Linked DNA regions of Sparus aurata: region 1 is linked to region 2. A link is a contact called in public Hi-C data. All regions are on one chromosome and are shown on one strand. The core of a region is the stretch at or near the end of the contact, and the rest is flanking DNA. Distances in the headings are between cores, read along the strand shown.

Region 1 (7,003 bases), core at 2,068-4,567, 170 kb before region 2:
AAAGACTTGAGACTCAACTTGGACATGGAAGTTAAAGACTTATGACTTGATTTGGAACATCACAGTCATCAGTCTGGCTGTCAGTATTTCACTATTAAAAAGTGACGGGGAGGGAATATCTTTTAATTGCTTCCTATAAATATTTTTGTTTGATTATAGTTATTTCACTGAATATCGATAAAGAAATACAGGTCATTGTTCTAGTTCTTGAACAGAGTGGATACATTGGTGAAGGATATTATTATTTGACAGGAACTCTAATACCTCGTCTTTTCTCTGTAAAATCATTGTACACTGAAGGTCAGACTTCAGGTTCTTCTGCAGGGAAAAAGTGGCCTGATTTGGGACTTGACCTGACTTTGAACACAACCTTTGACTTGACTTGTTCAGCAAAAAAGACCTCGGACTCACTTGAGAGTTGAACTGACCTGAGTCACATGGCTGCCTCACACTTACTGCTAAGCTGCTCTTTTCACTTGAGGCTAATTCCTGATCCTCTGTTACACCCTACTTTGGGCAGATTGCTTCATTTAACCTCCAAATGTTGCAAGATGCTCCACCACGCTGATCTCAGGTAATAAAACAAACTCAGAAATATTTATATTTTCAATGACTGTAGAAACAAGCTGTTCTCAGAGGAAAGTACATTTCCCCAGAATGCTGTTTGGAGCTAGAAAGGTGGCAGGGTCCACCACATGTAAACAAAGTAAAGCAATATGAAACTGTGTTGCTCTTTAAGGTCTGCTTGTTTAATCAGATATTCAGTCATGAAATTAATCAATAAAGGGATTTCTCTTCTGATGAACATTACTTCTCCAAAACATGCACCTGTAATAAAGACTTATTTCCATATCGACATGCTGCTGCTGCGTTTCACTTTAAATTTAATTTGCACCTTTCTCGAAATCTCAGATGACCTCGGGAGCCTTTAGCTGAGTGGGAACTTTTTCAGCGTTACTATTTGCCATCAGGACACAACACTGGAGCAAACTGTCCACAGTTGTGGAGTTTCATTTTCCACAAAGCAACAGCAGGGGGCGCTTCAGCACCACAAACTTCGACGATCGGAAACCTCTCCATCCGGCTAGAATCACGGATCACGAGAATAAGAACCTCACTCGACCTCTGGAAACTTGAAGAAAGAGAAGTAATCCACTAATGCGCGCTTTGTTGTTAAATTCGAATTCATTACAAATCAAATTAAATTAAAGAAAAAATGGAAGAAAAAAACGTTAAAGCCTTTTCAACCATATAATGCGACAGAATGAAACATGTGCGGGTACACTGCGGATACTGCATAACAAAAAGAGTTGTAAATGAAAAGAGGCCTTCTGTGACACAGAAATACGAGTTTTTAAGCGGCTCGTGTGGACATTAATTTATGTAGCCTATTGATTGTCACATACAATATTTAAAGAGATATTCCAACACCGTGTAAACCAATCAAGTCTGAGTATACTAGTGATCAGGTCCAAGTGAACAATTAAGTGCTGGTTTTGGAGGACAGTGTGAGAGGTCAAATAAATAAATACATAAATGAATGAAACGTGGACCGTAATTTCATCCCATCGCGTCAGAAACTTCAGCGCATCTATGAATGACAATGAGAAATATGTGGCGATAAATCAGGCCGCCTGCTGTGTGATGAGGGTCTATTTCAGATTTAACAGGCTTGTGACAGGCGGGTCACACAGGAAAACTCGCTTCTCGATCAGGGCTGTTAGACAAGCTGCATGCTTGACTTGAGCTCAACTCAGCTCCTTCAATCAGAGAGAGAAAAAAAGTGACGAACGCAAACTTAAAGCAGCAAAACGCACGATGCAGATATACAAAACACAAGACAGGTGACAATGTGTGTGTGTTTGTTGGACCTGTGCTGATGTGGTGGATTAGGACGACGCATCACACGCTGTCCCTCTGCTGGCCCTCCTGCGTTGACCGAGACGAGCTGGAGCAGGTTGCAGCTGACTGTGTGCAGCCCTGGGAATTGTGCAGGAAAAATGCACGATGGGTTCATGTTGTGACTTCTTGACGAGGAAAAACACACACACACACACACACACACACACACACACACACACACACACACACACACACACACACACACACACACACACACACACACAAAACCCAGTGAGAAGTGATGAGGGAATTAGGCTACTGGCCGAGAAAAAAAAGAAAAAAAAAAACTCTGAGCGAGGGAGGGGGACGATTAAATCCGGACAAACCGGACAGATTATTAGTAAAGACAACAGACGAGCAGCTCCGCTTCTGCTGAAGATATTTCACGCGCTGAATACTTGAAATAAAAATGATGAAAACGAACTAAAAATGAAAAGAATACTCATTAAACATTAATACTCACGAAAACTGTAATAAAAGAGTCACTGAAGTGAATCTGACATTTTTAAAATCAATTATAAATGTTTAGCCATTTTTTACCTTCAATATTGTGCACTTTATTTCTAATTACACATGTATAGTGTTCGAAGAGTAGCGACATAATAATAATAATAATAATAATAATAATAATAATAATAATAATAATAATAATGATAATAATAATGATAATAATACTCAGAATCAGAATAATCATGATAATGTCTCAATGTCATTTTCTTCGATGAGCAATCAGAAATTTGATCGCAAATAAAATTCGCAGTCGCCCCGTAAACAAATACCATGTTTGAAATGAGTAAAATGTAGGCCTATATTATATATCGATACATGCCTGTGTTTTGCTTTGCTTGTGTTTGTGTGTTATTTAATAAAGACCAAAGTTACAGTCATCAGAGAACACCTACTACTCCTCTCACCTCACACTGCAAAAAAAAAAGAAAGAAAAAAGTTAATTCAATTGAGTCCCGCAACCTCCTGTTAAAAAAAATCAACTTTTTTTTTTAAATGAAAATGTGAAATTTCTTCGTTGATTTGTCAGCGAGAGTTTTTTTTTTATTTTAATGCATTTTATTTTACAGTCTACGTTTCCGTAATGAACTGTCAATATATTGATATGAACAGAATGCGGTCGATCTCCAGCTATATTCTGATATATATAATCTTATTCTTAATCGAGTCCATGTGCTGCAGGAACAGCTGATATCGCCCCTGTTTATAACCCACATGTTTGCCTTATTCTGGTTTTAATTTGTAAACGAAATATGAAATGTGGCTTTAAAGGTTCAAGAGCACATCCGAATATTACTTTTTGCAGGGTAATTTCGTCCAGTTCCTGGTAACAGTGACTCAAAGACCACGTGACCAGCGTGCTCCTATAAATACCTTTTGAGAGCTAAGGAGGAGAGTGTCAGAGTCTGGCTGGATACCTACCCAAACCCGTGCGTAAAAGATATTTTGGACAGACTCTTGGATATCCAAAAGTAGTTCCTCTTTTTTTTTTTTTTTTTTAAATGACCTCGACCATAAACTGATCGCGGACGGAAACAATCGCATCTCAAGACCACACAAAGTCCAGACCGGTGTGAGATCGATGATCTTTGACTGTTTTGTTTCAAACCAGAAGTTTTTTTTCTGCTCGAAGAGAACCGCGCACGGCCCCGCTTGACCAGCGTCGGACGCCCAGGAGTCGCCAAATCCACAGGTCAAAGAGTTCTTTATATTTTCAATAGATTCTAGCCATGTGTGCATTCAGTAGTTGGAGATAAAGCTGCAGCAAAAAAAAAAAAAGAAAAGAAAAAAAGATTGGTGTGGTTGTGAGGGGGAGAGAGAGAGGGAGAGACAGGGGGAGTGTGTGTGTGCGCTCTCGCTCGGTAGCCTCACCGGACCAGAGGAGGAGGAAATCTGGGAGAGAGGGGGAAGAGAAGCGGCGTCTCCAAGGATGACTTTAGGGACGGATATGTCCGACAGCTCTGCATTGTCCGAAGATGTGGACATCGATGTGGTCGGGGGTGACATATCCGTCGGAAAGGACGGGAAGTACATTCGCCACGAGTTCAACTTGGACAATGACTCGGACGATAATTACTCCCAGAACGCGGCCGAGAGGGTCTCCTCCCCCGGGCTCAGCAGCTCCGACTGCCCGTCAGACCAGATGGGCTCCGGCGCAGAGGTCGGGAGCGTGATCGGGGACAAACCCAGAAAAAGTGCACTTGTGAAGCCGCCGTACTCTTACATCGCCCTGATCACCATGGCCATCCTGCAGAGCCCCAAGAAACGCCTCACTCTCAGCGAGATCTGCGAGTTCATCAGCAACAGATTCCCCTACTACCGGGAGAAATTCCCCGCCTGGCAGAACTCCATCCGCCACAACCTGTCCTTAAACGACTGCTTCGTGAAAATCCCACGAGAGCCGGGCAACCCCGGGAAGGGCAACTACTGGACCCTCGACCCGGACTCCGCAGACATGTTCGACAACGGGAGCTTCTTGCGCAGGAGGAAGCGCTTCAAGAGGCACCAGGCGAACGAAATCCTCAGGGACTCCGGTGGCTTTCTTCCCGGGTTTGGATACGGCCCGTACGGATACAACTATGGACTCCAGCTGCAAGGCTTCCACGCAGCGCACAACCCGTATCACCCGCACCACACAGGTGGTTCCTTCCCCTTCCCTAACGCGCCCTGCACCTTGCCCCCATCAGCCTCCATATTCCCCGCGCCGCACCCCCTGCCCTCACTTTTAGGGGCCGATTTAAGAAAGCCCTTTTACCCCCAACTAAGCCCGTCTCTGCCGCCTCTCAAGACGGACTCCAGCGCCCCGAGCCGGCCTTCATTCTCCATTGACAATATCATCGGTGGCGCCAACTCCACCGCCTCTTCCTACAGCGCGCAGCCGGGCAGCCAGGCGCAGATCCTGGCCATGTTGACCCCAGCACTGGCCTCTGCTTCCAGCCATTTGGACATATTACAACCCGGGCCACCGGGTCAGACTTTTTCCAGCAAAACCCCGACTATGAACACTTGTCCCTTCTAGAAAAAAAAAAAAACAACACAAAAATAAATGGCGAGACTGCTCCGAAAAAGAACTTTTAATAAAAAGCCAGTTGTGGCGTCGTGCTGTGTGAAGGAAGGCTGTACATGCTCGGTGAAATAAGACTGTTTTCTGGCTCCTCTCTGTTTCCTAACAATGTACGAGGAGAGAAAATGTTTATTTATGGTTTGTAAATATGTGTATAATATTGACGGAGAAGCAAGAGAAACTCGGAGTACGAGCTTTTTAAAAACACGCTGGCCTGCAACCTGGCGTGTGGCCTTCACTTGCCGGTGGGAGAAAAAAAAAAAGAAATCCTGCGATTTTAACTTAACTTGTCACCCGATTTTTTTTTTTTTTAATATAATTGAGAATTTTATCATGATTTATTTTTTGTTTTTATCTTGTGCGTCGTGAGAAAAAATAATGGCACTGTTCTTGTTGTTGACATAGGCTGACAGAGATACGGCAAACTCAGGTTTTTACTTAGAAAGCACATGGAGACGAAAGGAGGGTTTCTGACTCAAACAAACAAACAAGCAAACAAACAAACAACAACAAAAAATCCAAACATTTCCCATCATCAACCCTCCTTGAATCTCCTCCACATGGTGATTTTGTGACAACATCATTTCATGTCAGTGGACACGTAGGCTATATGTGTTTCTTTTTTTTCTGGTATAAAAGAGCGCATTACCTCTCTCAATCTTTTTTCATTGTTGTTCGTTCCTTATCTATTTTACAATTGAATCTGTGAGACATACAGCATGTCATGTGTTGCCAATAGAGAGACAGAGAAAGAGAGACACCTAAATGTTCATAGGTCATTTCTTTTTGGTTGTAACGACAAGAATAATAAATGTTTGTGAATTTGAAAAAAAAGGGTTATCTACTTTTAATTGCATTGAAAGTTTTTCTCTCCACAAAAAAGAAAGAAAAAAAAAATACTAAAACAGACTAAACTACTTCAGGGTGATTCAGTGAATTAAATCAGACCAAATGAATTGACATACATGTTGGTTTTAAATCAGTTTTTATTCAATCACCTTTTTAGTTTTCCTTCATCAAAATCAAATCTTAATATTCACACTTGTTGAGATCAGAACTCCTCTGACATTCGGGGCCCGGTGGATCCAGGTGTAGACACGGCGATCGGATGAAACAGCCTCCCAGTAATGCAGTTAATTAAGACTCTGTCTAGGTGTGAGAAAAACCGCTCACAATCCGGTTCTAAACATTTCAGACACGACTCGACGTGTTCAACAGTCATGAATATCACGCAACAGTGCGCAAGTATTCCTCTTGTGTGGCTCTCGCTCGCTTGTAAAGGACCATTTTCCAGCGCGTTACAAAGCCCCCCCTCCTCCCTCCCTCCCTCTAAATGAATGGGGGCCACGCTAGCGGGCCTCGGCGCTCTGTAATTGAAAGTGAACAAGGATATACCCACGGTCTTTTGGGGTTTTCGTTGCTAATTTGTAGCAGCATTTTTCATCAGGCTCCTAATCCGCCATAATGCGGCTTTTCGGCCGTTTGTTGATGTTGTCAGTGCGGACCCCTGGCCCAGGGCGAGTGAATGTGCGCGCAGCGAGCGGTCCCCCCTGTGTGGGAGAGAGAGAGACGCAGCCACACACATTTAGAGCTCCTGAAAAGCAATCTTCTCTAAAGGCCCTCGGTTTGCTCCTGCTTTCATGTCGTCTGTGTTGTCTCGAGGTCCGTATAAAAGGAAAAGCAGTGGGACTCGTCCGGCTACAGAAAACAGGCCCATTGGTCTTTTTCAGAGTTGTTGGAGCACATGTTTCCAGACAGAAGGGTGGTGTAAAGTCTCCTTTATTTACCCGATCTGTGTGCAAATGGTTAAATTAGTTTGCGGGTGTTTTGACAGATGAATATTAAGGATGAAGGGTGGGAGGGCTGACTCCTCTGTTTCCCTTCAGCGCAGCTCGCTGGAAGCCTTTGAAAAAAACGAAAAACCAACACATGACTACTTTCTTTATCCACACCCAGCCCTTTTTTTTCTCTCCCCTCCCCTCTCTCTCTCCCTCTCTCTCTTTAAATTGGACGATCGATAAATATCGCTCA
Region 2 (6,433 bases), core at 716-3,215:
AGCCCTGACGAGCAACGGCTCCTTTTTATGGGGGTAATTACTCTTAACAGAAAACAGAGACCACTGTACTGACGCATTACAAATCACATGAAGTCTTCACTGATCGCTGGCAACACATTCATTATCCGCACATACAGGACATAACGCACACGTAAAAACAAAAGCCACCCTCATGATCCTCGCGCACAACAGCCAGGAGCCATATTTATAAATGTGCCTGTTGCTGAGAGGTTGTTTTTTGTTTTTTTTCCAGAAAGGAAACTTGTTGAAGGTGATGATTTTAATTCACATCAATAACCTCCCCTCCCCTCCTTCATGAGGATGCGTTCACAGTGGGAGGCCGGCTGACAGACCCGTGAACCGGAGCTGCAGCGCGGCTGGGCGCCGCTGCGCCTCCCCGCCGTGAGGACTTCAAGCCACATCCATGACTCCTACCAGTGTGCCTGATAAGTGTTTTAATGGGCCTTGTGTTGCGGTGAAACGCGATCGCGACAGAGAAAAAAGGTCAGGGAAACGTAATTTTTCCAAATGAAGTCAAGTCACCCGTGGGTGTTCCCCCCACTTGCGTTTGTCACATAAACAGTCATAAAGTTGGCGCGAGTTAACAATTTCTCCTGGAAACCGCTTTTTATTCCAGCTGCGGTTCTGAGAGGTTCATTTATGAGTCAGTACAGAAAATACATAAAGATAAGGCAGTGTTGTCTCTAATCACTGTCTCCTAGTTAATATTAGGCTATTTGATATTATAATATCAGCCTAATATCAATACACGTTATTAGTAATTATTATTATTATTATTATTATTATTATTATTATTATTAGGCATTGTAGACAGTGTGTCAATTAACAAGCAACCCTAATCATGCAATTTTAACTTGTGCATCTTTATGTATTATTTATTCATCTTATCATCTGTTTATTATTTATTCATAAAAAAGTATTCAAATGTTTTATTGTTTTAAAATGAGTCATAACCTTTGACCTCATCATAAAGCAGGACTCTGATAACTGATAAACGACATGAGGTGTGACTTTCTCGCCCTGCCATGCACGTTAAATCCTAAAACACTATAAATACTATTAAAGATAACTAAGTTGAGTCTCGCCGTTGTTTCTCCAGCTGGAACCAAGAAACACTGACCAGTTTTGTCCCCATTGCTCTTAAAAGGCGTAGTTGTTCATTAAACAAATCAGCTCCCACCAAGAAATGTTAACTGAAATATGGAATACAAATTAATTTATTATGAAATGTATTTGATTTTTTAAATCTATTTTTCCATCTGAGCCCTCATGTTCCCTCCACCTCCCAACACAAAGTGACGCCCTCGTCCAGAAAGCTCACTTTCTTGACAACAAGTGTCACCTCTGCAGCATGACTGGCTTTAACGCACTGGACTCTTGTGTGTTCGTCTACGCGAACTTTCGAACGCGAGTTTATCTCGGTAGAAAGAGAAAAAAAACGATGGGGTGTCCTTGACTTGATAAAGTGCCCAACACGCGACTCACCGACTTTGGTGGGTCGCACTGCCTCGGTCTGTCCGGTCGATGTGCGCCCCAGGGTGCCACAGTGTGCAGGAGAGCGCTCAGGAAGACCCAGCTGAATCCCGGCAGACAGACCATCGTGTCGAGGTGACAGGACACTTCCTAACAGTCAGCTCTCAGACACGTTTCAGTCTGCTACTTCTCACTGCCCTCTCCTCTTGAAGTGACAAAGAAAAAACGTTACCGGTGGCCTCTTGGCTCACATGTGCCGCTCGGCTGGAGGACCATTCTGCCCCTTCGACATTCCCGACTGCTCTCCGCTCTCTTTTAAAAAAAAAAAACTGTTTCTCCTTGAGGCAGGAGCTGCTGCTGCTGCTGCTGCTGCTGCAAACTCTTTGGAGAGTTTCCGCGGTGCGCTCCGAAAGTTTGGAGCGCCTGGACTGGTAAAAGAGAGAGGGAGGTGGGACGATCTGAGTAGCCCCTCTACCCCTCAGCCCAACACACACACACACACACACACACCCAAACACACACAAACCTGCTTCTTTTAAGAGGAGGGAGCCAGGTTCAGAGTGGGATGACAGGTTTGCGTGAGTAAAGCCCCTCAAGACAGACCCACCCCCCCCCCCCACCAAAAAAAAGAGAGCAGAGTGGTAAATGAATGTTCTTCTTGCATCCTGCCTGCAGTGTGAGCTCGGACATAAGGCAGTGTTTATAGTCTGCTAGGAGAGTCCATCAGGCTCAGGAAGGAGATTATATGGCTGTTAAGTCATTTTGATCTTTGTCTGGTATCATTTTATATGGTTGCTGATTTAGCTAATTAACTTGTTTAAAGGTGCGCTATGCAGTTTTGGTAAAAAAAAACCATTTTTGATCAGGAGGTAAAGATCTGCATCGACTGATTTCTTGTTCACGAATAAACGGCATAAATGAACTGACTTTAAAGGACAACACATGCTGTTTTACCTTGTTCATATGTGGCGGACCCTGCCACCTTTCTAGCTTCAACCAGTGTTCCAAGGACCTTATTTTCCTCTGAGAACCGCTTGTTTATTCAGTTAGTTATCACCTCATTTATATTGTGATTGTTAATATCCTGCGTTTTAACGTCTTCGCTGCCCCTTTAACTTGATCATATTCATTCGTGTTATGCCTGTTATCGGCTAAACTCTCGCAGCTCAAAGGTTTTAAGAAATGATCGCTCACAGTTCCCACGGTCTTCTTTCGGACTGGTCGGCCTAATGTCCGGTTCCCTGAATCGTATTTTTCTCGCGTCCGTCTCACTCCCGCGCTGTGACATTTGTTTGATATTCTCTCCTAAAAAAAAATGTACGGCGTAATTGGGTTTCCTACTTTAAAGAAAAACTGCAGAGCCATGAGGTCAGGTGGCATGGCTACGCAGAGGTTTGTTTCGTCTTGCTTTTCAACACAGTCATTCTGGAGAAGTAAATGAACAATATTTCATACGCTGTCATGTGTTTCCTCTTCGGCGGGATCACATTTATCTCTGTCCGTCTCTGTTTGACAAACGCCGCGGCACTACGTGCGTATATGAGGGTCTTGAGCCTCGGACCTTATATCTGTGATTAATGGTCTGAGTAAAGACAACTGTGAGAAGTGTTTTATTTATATTCAGTTTAACGCTCGTCTTAAGATGTATTAGTCTTGATGGGAGGCAGAGATCTGGAATAAACCTCTCGCGTCAAGAGAAAGTGGCCCTCTCTGCCGGCAGAGGCCACCGTGTCAACGCTTCACTACTCTGCCATGACCTCAGTTATTGTCCGGGTGGCAGACAGTGTGACAGAGTCAAGTAGTGGGAAATTTATCATGGAGACCCCTCAAACAAGTGGCACCGGGCCCCCCCTCCCTGCAGGCCAGTGGCAGACAGACCTCGGACAAGCAGCTCTTTGTCCCGGGCCATGTTCTCCCCTCCTCTCCACTCCTCTTCTCACCACTCCGTGCTCACTTGTGTTACTGGGCGGCTTTGTTAGCGGCCGGCTGTCCCTGTACGCTCATTGTATTTTCCGTTCAGATGAGGTCCTATTGGGGCGTTTCTGCTGAGTGTCTTTGATCAGCTTGTCTTTTAACACAGTCTCACGTTGTAAAACTGTGACACTTCTGCCCTTTGACCCCCTTGACTTCTTTTATTGGGCACCATTCATCAAGCTTGTCGAATCTGAAAGACTGGAAAGTCAATATTTCTTTGTTTCATACAGCTGCACAAACTTCGTATGGTTTCAGATTCGGGACGGCAGCGTATAAAGGAATCAAACAATGGAACCGTGTCGATCTAATCTGATCTTTTCATCCCCGCTGCTCTGTTTTCTCCCCTTTGCTCTGAGACAGGTGTGGGATTTCAGTTAGCGGGTTTCATCTGCTCTAATATGTCCACCTGTGGACTCAGGTACTTGCTTTAAACCACACCTTGCGAGAGAGGGCTTCTCTTTGAAGGAGCTATTCACATTCTTGGCCGGTTAGAAGAGGGCTTATGAGCGGCTGGCTGCAGGAGATTCCTGGACGGGGGCCAGCGCTTACAGCATAGCACACATATAGCTGGGGACGAAGGAAGACTTTAAAGTTAATGTTCTGTTAGCAGACCGCAGAAACACGCGCTTACAGAGCGCACATCTGGGGAGGCGTTAGCGAGAGAGGTGGACAGGTTTTCAAATGTTAAACAAAGTATATCTACAATGGAATACCCCTGCTTTTACTTCCATTGACTTTGCATGTTTTGCACGAATGTTTCCATTCTACACAGTATTCATCCCATATGGCAGCAGTGGACTCAGGATGTTTGAGGGGCAGGGGTGAAATAGTCACGCACAAAGTCGTGATACATTTATAGTAAACTGAAAGGTCAACTGCTTTGTAACATTTTCTCCACTGGAAGGGCGACTGCCCCCCTGCACTTCCCCTGACTCCACCGGTGCCATATGGACAGATAGAGGAAAAGCCCAGGGGGAGACAGGGACAGGGAAAAGAAAGAATGAAGAGACCTTGTTAATGTCTGTGGCCCCTGCAGCTTGAAGGATCCTGTATCTGCTTGTCCTTGTGGCTCCGCGGCTGCCTGTCGGTCTGATGCTGTGCAGAAGCCCTGCCACAAAACCCCAACATTAACTCACTGCCTCTGCCCCGGCATCATTACACGTCTATCTGTGTGTAATGATAGAGGTGCTGCTTCTATTACAACTACTACCACTGCTATTACGCCACATGAAAAGGAAACGTGAACGGGGGAAGCGGAGGCTGGATAAGTGGGTGCTTTGTTTGTTGTGCACACAGGGACCCCTGGTGGCGTGAGGAAGAATTAAAGATGATGCACGGCGTGGACAAAGGTGAGGGACGCAGGCGGATTGGCGACCCGAGGGCAGAGAGATAGTGATAGAGATACATAGCTTCAAAGAAAATGTGAGTATGATGGATATGAAGGAGTGGCTCGTAGCTTTAGGCAGCCATACTTCAGAGACTCACTGTCAGACTGGCTGCGAAGGCCACAGCGAACAATCTCTCCGTCTGTTGTCTCTGTTCACAGCTGGACTACACACACACACACACACACAGACACACACACACACACACACACACACACACACACACACACACACACACACACACTCCCTGGCTATCTCCACCCGTCTCTTGCTCGGGCTCCAATATCCTCTGTCCCGCTTTGAAGATGTCAAGGAATAATATTGACTGAGTCTCTGGTGAAATGTTATTGTGGTTTCCCTTTCCGGACGTCCTGGGGAAAAGGGGGGTAAAAAAGGACGGGAGAGGAGGTGGGAGAGGAGGAGGGTGGTGTTAGGGGGGTGGAATATGTCAGAGAATGTCAGAAGGGGGTTCGAAATGAATCTGCTTAAGTCAAACCAGACAGGGAGAGATAAACGGGGAGGAAGCTAAATGAACCAAAATTTGAATTTCTTCTTGGTGTGTTAGACTTTTTCAAGTGTTGGTGGAAAAAAAAGTCTTATTTAGATGGTGTTCAGCGACAGCAGGTCTATATCAGGTCCTTCTCTCTGTATCCTCTGCAGTGACGTCCCCTGTGGCGTGTTGACACATGCAGTGGATGGCTATCTGTCTATCTTCATCATCCAGAATGAGCAAAAGCAGGAGGGGAAAGATGAGAAGAAGAGATAACGTGACAGGGGTCACGGTCAGGGTTGTTTTTCTGGAAGCAATTTCTCAAATGGGCTCACTCTCACTCTTCATTTATTTATTTATTTGTTTTACACATTTTGGTAATTGTTTGGGGGTGAATTAAAGAAAGGGGATGAGTCATACTGATGGTTAATTACAGGAAGTAATGAAGGTAATTTGGTTCAGTCAGAGCAGACGCAGTTTGGTGCAGAGCTGATTGGGCTCTTTGTCATTACAGATCGTGAAATTCAAGCAAAGCTTTGTATCCATAGCAGCAGCTGGAAGATTTACTTTACAACAGAACAAACAGCAGCCAATTTAAATTACAACACATTTCCAAGTATCAGCTCCTCAGTGTGGACCAGTGATCAGTGGTTGGATGTAAACACCGGTAAGGAGTGTTGGGTAGTAACTAGGTACATGTTAAAGTTATGTTTTGCGAGTTAATTTACGAAATAAATGCAAAATGTTGGTGATTTCAAAGAGATTACATCCAAAAAACATTAAATTTTTTTATTTTGGTAAAACTTATATGTTGTATGTGCAACTTTCACTCTGTTGCTTTGAACATTTTCACCGCAGCAATGCGAGACAACACAGGTCAGCAGAGCTCCACATCCAGACAGGCTTCTTTTATTGGTATGCTTTTCGAGTTTTAACCCTTGTCTTTGATTTGTTCTTTTTTGTTTGAATATGCATCAACTCTCCTTTTGCTAAACTGCCTTTTTAAGCTTTATTGCTTAGTTTAAACCGCTGTTTAACGAAGTCATCAAAAGTAATCAGTAACATTACTTTTATGATGTAATTAAACTCA

What was found. Hi-C and Micro-C count contacts between places; a contact is called where the count stands out from the background.
Region 1: a contact with region 2 is called in a Hi-C map of an unstated tissue, with 5 times the contacts expected there. The contact joins the promoter of foxd2 here to the promoter of trabd2b in region 2. A contact is called at or near these places in 2 of 2 Hi-C or Micro-C datasets (skeletal muscle and an unstated tissue).

The regions. Positions count from the first base shown.
Region 1 is chr11:13,598,417-13,605,419 of fSpaAur1.1, reverse strand. It overlaps foxd2 (forkhead box D2), which reads left to right and starts at 3,317. Exons shown (of 1, transcript XM_030432391.1): 1 at 3,317-5,630. The coding sequence starts at 3,839. The coding sequence ends at 4,927.
Region 2 is chr11:13,432,466-13,438,898 of fSpaAur1.1, reverse strand. It overlaps trabd2b (TraB domain containing 2B), which reads right to left and starts at 1,965. Exons shown (of 7, transcript XM_030432286.1): 1 at 1,507-1,965. The coding sequence starts at 1,620.